2 separate regions of the Rattus norvegicus genome follow, and region 1 is linked to region 2. A link is a contact called in public Hi-C data. All regions are on one chromosome and are shown on one strand. Each heading gives the region's core, a stretch centred on a gene start, on an enhancer-like site or on the middle of the called end of the contact. The rest is flanking DNA. Distances are from core to core; before and after follow the strand shown. Region 1 has its middle 23 kb from the start of Skor1. Region 2 overlaps Pias1 (protein inhibitor of activated STAT, 1).

The links. Hi-C and Micro-C count contacts between places; a contact is called where the count stands out from the background.
Region 1: a Hi-C map of liver shows a contact between it and region 2, with 4 times the contacts expected there. The contact joins two enhancer-like sites. A contact is called at or near these places in 2 of 12 Hi-C or Micro-C datasets (hepatocytes and liver) and 1 of 1 datasets of contacts at active chromatin or transcription factors (oligodendrocytes).

Annotation. Positions count from the first base shown.
Region 1 is chr8:72,478,761-72,481,955 of GRCr8, reverse strand. No RefSeq gene overlaps it. Among named protein-coding and RNA genes, the nearest start is that of Skor1, 23 kb to the left of the region's middle. Within about 2 kb of position 1,840, at least 24 of the 93 cell types and tissues checked have an H3K27ac peak or open chromatin away from gene starts, as enhancers often do. A contact at or near this core is called in liver, where this site is marked.
Region 2 is chr8:72,318,053-72,320,922 of GRCr8, reverse strand. The region is part of intron 1 of Pias1 (protein inhibitor of activated STAT, 1); the gene reads left to right. Among named protein-coding and RNA genes, the nearest start is that of Pias1, 15 kb to the left of the region's middle. Within about 2 kb of position 1,557, at least 1 of the 93 cell types and tissues checked has an H3K27ac peak or open chromatin away from gene starts, as enhancers often do. A contact at or near this core is called in liver, where this site is marked.

The sequences.
Region 1 (3,195 bases), core at 591-3,090, 160 kb before region 2:
ACCTTCCTCCTTAGCTATCACCTCATGCAGCTGAAGCTAGCAGTGTGAGCAGGCAGAAATGCCCGGGGCGGTGGGGGGGGGAGCGGCGGGTTGCTGTTGCTAGTCTGGCTCCCTAGATTTAGCCTCTTCATCCACCATGATGGGGCTCCTACTGACACACTTTTAAAAAAGGTTAAATATTTGTTTGTTTGTTTTTGTTTTTCTCAGTGGAGCCCTGGCTGTCCTGGAACTCACTCTGTAGATCAGGCTGGCCTTGAACTCAGAGATCTGCCTGCCTCTGGGAATAAAGGTGCACACCACTACTGCCTGGTTTCTTTTCAATTTTTAATTATGGGGTATGCATGTGTAAGTGAGCTGCCCTGGGAGGCCAGAAAAGAGCATTAGACCCCCTGAAACTGAAGTTACAGGCAGTTGTGGACTGCGCTTTGTGGATGCTGAGAACAGCACTCAGGTCTTCTGCAAAAGTAGCTTGTTCTCTTAACCACTAAGCCATCTGTCCAAACTACCCCCACCCCCATTTATATTTTTTGATACAGTTTCATGTGTCCTAGGCTGGCCTCGACCTCACTGTGTAATTGAAGATGCCTGATCCCCCTTCTTCTGTCTCTGAGTCCAGGAGTGCAGCACCACTGGGGGTTTTATGCATTGCTGGAGATCAAACACAGGGCCTGGATAACCAACGGAACTACACCCCCAAAATCCCTTCTGGGATTTTGATAGGCAACAGGTCTACTTGGAGTCCCTCTGAGGAGATCATGAAAGGTCAGCTCTCCTCACTGGCAGGATGATGGGCCAGAAGTTGGATACAGCAGGGTAGGCTGTGCTTGAAAACACATCAGTTAAGAGGGCCTTCAGAGGCCCAGGGGAAAGCTGTGGAACCAGTCAAAGGGGCTGTGCCGTAACCAGTGGAGTTGTGGGAAATAGTAGGGAAGATTATTAAAGATGTAACAGCTGGATGACTGGGGGAGGGCATCCGGGAGGACGTCCCTCTTTGAACAATCCCCCCACCTCCAGCAATCCAGCTATGCATGATTGCATAGCTCTACGCAACCTCATGCAACCCCAGCCTAGACTCAGCATGTCAGTCTGGAATCTCCCTCATGCCTAACAATAGGGCCCAGCATCCCTTTCTTCTCTTCCTTTAACGTTTTTTAAAAAGTAGGTAGCGGGGTGTGTGTGTGTGTGTGTGTGTGTGTGTGTGTGTGTGCGCGCGCACTAAGTACTCTTAACCCCTAAACCATCTCCACAGCTCCTCTTCCTTCCTCTCACAAAGGACAATATCGCTTTGCTGTTTACAGTGCTGGCAAAGGCAGCCCGAGCAGACAACACTCTCACTGCTAAATTTGGGTTCCGGGAGAAAGCTAAGGAACCGGCCACATTGATGTGCATGTTCCGCGAAAAGGCCATCATCTCCACACTTCCTTCCTTCCTGCTTCTATGGTGCTCTGGTGACTCTCTTTACCGGCCTAACTAACACTCCCGCCCTCCTCCCTTTTGTTTTAGACATTACTCATTAACAACTGTTCTCCTTATTGCAATAGCCTGAGTCAAATCTTAAGCCTCGGATGCTTACTCTTCATAGTTTCTAGAGGTCCTTGTAAATGTCAGTTGAATGAGGAATTTGCCTGGAGTCCCAGGTTCCAGTCCTGGCTCATTTGTGTCTGGCTTCCCCTTCTAGCAAGTTCCAGTTCTGGTCTGAGGGGAGGTGGCGCCCAGCGAACAGCTGTACCTTTCCCATGCTGCCACCAGAGGGCGACGGCTCCGCGCAGGAGGCCCCTCGCTGTTCCCGCAGGCATTGGCCGCCTACAAGCGAGCTCGCCCTGGGTGCGACGCCCTAGAGGCGCCTCCTGCAGCTCTGCACGCTGCCAGCCGGGCTCTCCAGAGGCCCTTAAGTGGGTGGGAACAGCCTTCCAAGGCCAACCTCCTGCTTCTGCGGCTAGCACTGGTCGGTGACATCTCCCCTTCTCTGGCCTCTCTTATCTAGGTGGAACAGACTTCGAAGGGTCCCGATTCAGCGGGAAATGGGGATGGGGAGTGGAGGTACCCAGGAACTTCGGAACTACTAGCAGTCGTACAAATGGACCAGCCGGCCTAAAGATGGGGACCAGGGAACATGAAGGAAAAATGTTAACCTTTGACGGCCTGAACCGTGGGTCAGAACTGAAACGGGGGTTTTCGCATCCCAACTCCCAGCTGTTGGGCTGGAACGGTCTGGATCAGAAATGGTTTCCTACTAGGGAGTGGGGAGAACAACAAAAACAAAAACAAAACAAAACAGACAGCCACTGCAAGAAAAGCCCCACACCGAATGTACTCTCTTAAAGGACTCCGGCTGGGGAGCTCATTGACTTGGTCCTGAGGAGGGTGGCATTTGCTTGAAAGTGCCTCTGTCCCCAGACACATTTGGAAACGTTAAGCAGAGAGCTCGACTTCAGAGTCAGCTCTGGCAATTGGATTAACCTTGCGGGGAAAGGCTTCATTTTCTGTGTGTGGTTCAAATTCTTCAGCATTAACATCTGTAATACCAGAAAGCAACCATTCACTTCAGCTGGCAAAAACGATACCAAAAAACAAAAACAAAAACAAAAACAAACAAAAACAAAAAACAAAAAAACCCCCGCAAAATAACAAAACAGGAAAGGAAGGGCAAAAATCTAAAAACAACACTAACAAAAAACAGTAACTTAAAGCCAACCAGCAAAGCTAAGCACGGTGGCACATGTCTATAATCCCAACTCTGGAGGCAGAGGCCTGGGGATCTCTGAGTTTGAGGCCAGCCAGGGGTACACAGAGAAACAACAAACAAACAAAAAGACACAAAACTATCAAAAATCTCCCCAAACCCAAATGAGACCAAAAAAATCACCTCCTTCAAGAATTAGGAACCAAGACAGGGAGAGGTGGCTCTGTAGCTAAGAGCACTGGCTGCTCTTGCAGAGGACCTACGCTGGATTCCCAGCATCCACGGAGCAATTCACAACTTCAGCTCCAGGGGTTCCTACGTCCTCTTCTGCTTCTGGCCTCACCAAGCAACTGCATGCTCGTCATTCAAGGGCAAAACACTCATCCACACACATTTTAAAAAAATGTTTTAATGCTTTTAAGGAATGGGAAGCTGGGCAGTGGTGGCACACTCCTTTAATTCCAGCTCTTGGGAGGCAGAGGCAGGTGGATTTCTGTGAGTTTGGAGTTTGA
Region 2 (2,870 bases), core at 308-2,807:
ACAAGTGAATGCAAGTCTGTGCTAGCTAGTTCTGTGTCACCTTAACATGAACCTAGAGTCATTTGGAAGAGCAAACCTTAACTGAGAAAATGCTATCACTAGATTTACTTGTAGACAAGTTTCTAGTGCATTTTCTTGATCGATGACTGATGTGAGAGGGCCCTGCTCACTGTGGATGGCGCCAACCTTTTATCTTGGGTACTATGGTACTATAAGAAAGCAAGCTGAGCAAGCCATAAGAAACAAGCCAGTAAGCAGCAGTCTTCCATGGTCTCTGCATCAGTTTCTAGCCATGTTCCTGCCTTGCTTGATTTCCTGTGCTGACTTCCCTCAGTGTTGGACTGTTATCACAGGATATACTAGGATGAAATAAGAAACCCTTTCTTCCTGGAGTTGCTTTTCAGTCACAGTGTTTATCACAGCAATAGAAACCCTAATTAAGACAAAATACAATGTTTTCTAGTTTGATTTGTAATACAGTAGATTTTTCTTGTTGTCATGGGGTTCAAACCCAGGGCCACTTCTATGACTGGCAAAGAGCTCTACCATTGAGCTTCAGTTCCAACCCTAGTAACACAGTATTGATGGATTCAACACAAAGGGGAGGGAGTATCTTTCATTTTCAAGAATATAAAAACTGTGATAATGTAAGTATTTTTTGAAGAAAATATGAAGTTATACTACAGGGGTTTCTAGTTTCAAATGAGACTATCTCTTTTACTCCATTTCTTACATTTTTTTTATAGTTTAAAAGACAAAAAACCATTTGCTTATAGAAAAAGCATCTGCTAACAGGTTAGCCAGCCCACAGCGTTTAGTGATGCGCTGTATCTCAGCAGCTGGTGTGCTGAATGAATGTGCTGGAAGCGCTTTGGATCGTAAGGTATGAGGACTGTTTGCTTTTGTGTTGTTTATTTTGTTTGTTTTTTGAGGTTAGGCTTCAACCCTGCATTGTGTTTTTTCAGTGGGCATGGATGAGAATTGTATGGACAAATGAGCAGTCTATGAAATGTGCTCTAACCCAATTGTAGCTAATAATTTCCTCTCTAGCAGAGCTTAACTCTAGCAAATATATCTGTGATTGATTTATAATTTACATGTTTGTTTTCTTTCTCTCTCCCTTTTGGGATGAAAGCCAAACAGCTGTACGATTGGGTGCTTTTACGTTTTTGTCTACACTTTTTCCTCCCCATTCTTTGACAACTTCATTTACGACAATGCATATAATACATTTAGGTCACCCCACCCTCTGTCTGCCCTTACGGTTCTGTCATTCCAGCCCATCTTTACTTCTCAGGATGGGTTCTGAAAGACTGACTTTTCCTTTCTTCCAGTGTTTTTGTAGGATTTTAAGACTGGAAGAAGACGAGATGAGGTACATGTCTATAACTCTAGCACTTGAGTGGTTAAGGCAGAAGGATTGCTGCAAGTTTGAGGTCAACCTAGGTTCCATAGGGAGTCTAAGGCTAGCCTGGGAAAGACTGGAAAAGAAACATTGGTCTACATGTCCTTCTAATGAGATTTCACAGTATTGTAGCCTCTTAAAGGTAAAAGACCTTTTAAAGAGTTGTGCAATGGCTGGAGTGATGATTCAGCTGTTAAGACACTGGCTACTCTTGCAGAGGATCCAGGTTTGATTCCCAGTACCCACACGGTAACTCCCAGGAGATCTCATAACTCTTCTGGCCTTCACAGGCACACAAGTAGTGCACAGACACAAGTGCAGGCAAAATAACTACATATAAAAAATAATTTTAAAAAGGGGGAGGTTAGAGGGATTTTGGGAGATGATTTGGTGCTAAAAAGGGCCTTAGTTCAAGTCCCTAAAACCCAGGTTAAAAGCTAGATGCAGCCATGGGCCTATGACTCCAATACTGTGGAGAATAGAGGTATAAAACAGCTTCTTTGAGATTGAAATATTCCATCCTGCAAGAAAGCTCTTTAATCAGGAAGGTAAACAACTCAAACAACTTAGGAAGTCCCTGAAACTCATATTCACTAGGGTCACCCCTGTCAGAGTAAAGGCTGAGATTCCTTTTGAGACTAGCTGAACAGAGCTGTAAAGAAACTCAGACAAGCTGAGCTTCAAAGAAGACTGAGACCAGACCAGCTGCCTGGGAAAAATAAAACCCAGTTGAGATACTTAGAAGTTGTTTAGACCGAAGTCACCTGGAAAAGACACACACCAACTTGTTGAACTTTCTGAAGGCTATGCCATGTACTACAGATTTCCTAATTTTTGTGAGCTGTCAGTCATTTGGGGTGGGTCTTTGGTGATGCAACTGTTTTTGAGTTATTTCTGCTCTTGTACGTAACCACTCACTCATACTTCTGAAAGTAACCTCAGTAAAACTTAGGATTGACCAAGTTGGAGTATCTGTACTTTGTCTTTGGGTCCCTATCTGGATTGAATAGACATGTGTGTTGTGTTACTCCAAAGGGAAGGTTTGTCATCAATAGCTGGAGACTAGAGGATTGCTAGACCTTAATGGTTGGCATCCTAGCTCTAGATTCATTGAGAGACGCTGTGTCAAGGGAATAGGACAGATGAGCAGAGTGGGATACCCAGCAGCAGCATCTGGCCTCTGTAAGTACTGGTTTCGTACATGATACACATGTACATAGGCATATACCACTCACATATCACATGTACAACACACAAACACAAAACATAGTGTTTTGCATTTAACTGAACCATGATTAAAGAAAAGAACATAAAGTTAGTGTAATTAAAAACTGAATTAAAAATTTTTCAGTTGTACACATTCATTATACAAAATGCTGGTTTGATGACATTTCCATGAATGTATAACGTACTTTGTTTACACACCCTCCCTGTCTTGCCTTATAGTTCTACTCCTGCTGCTCCC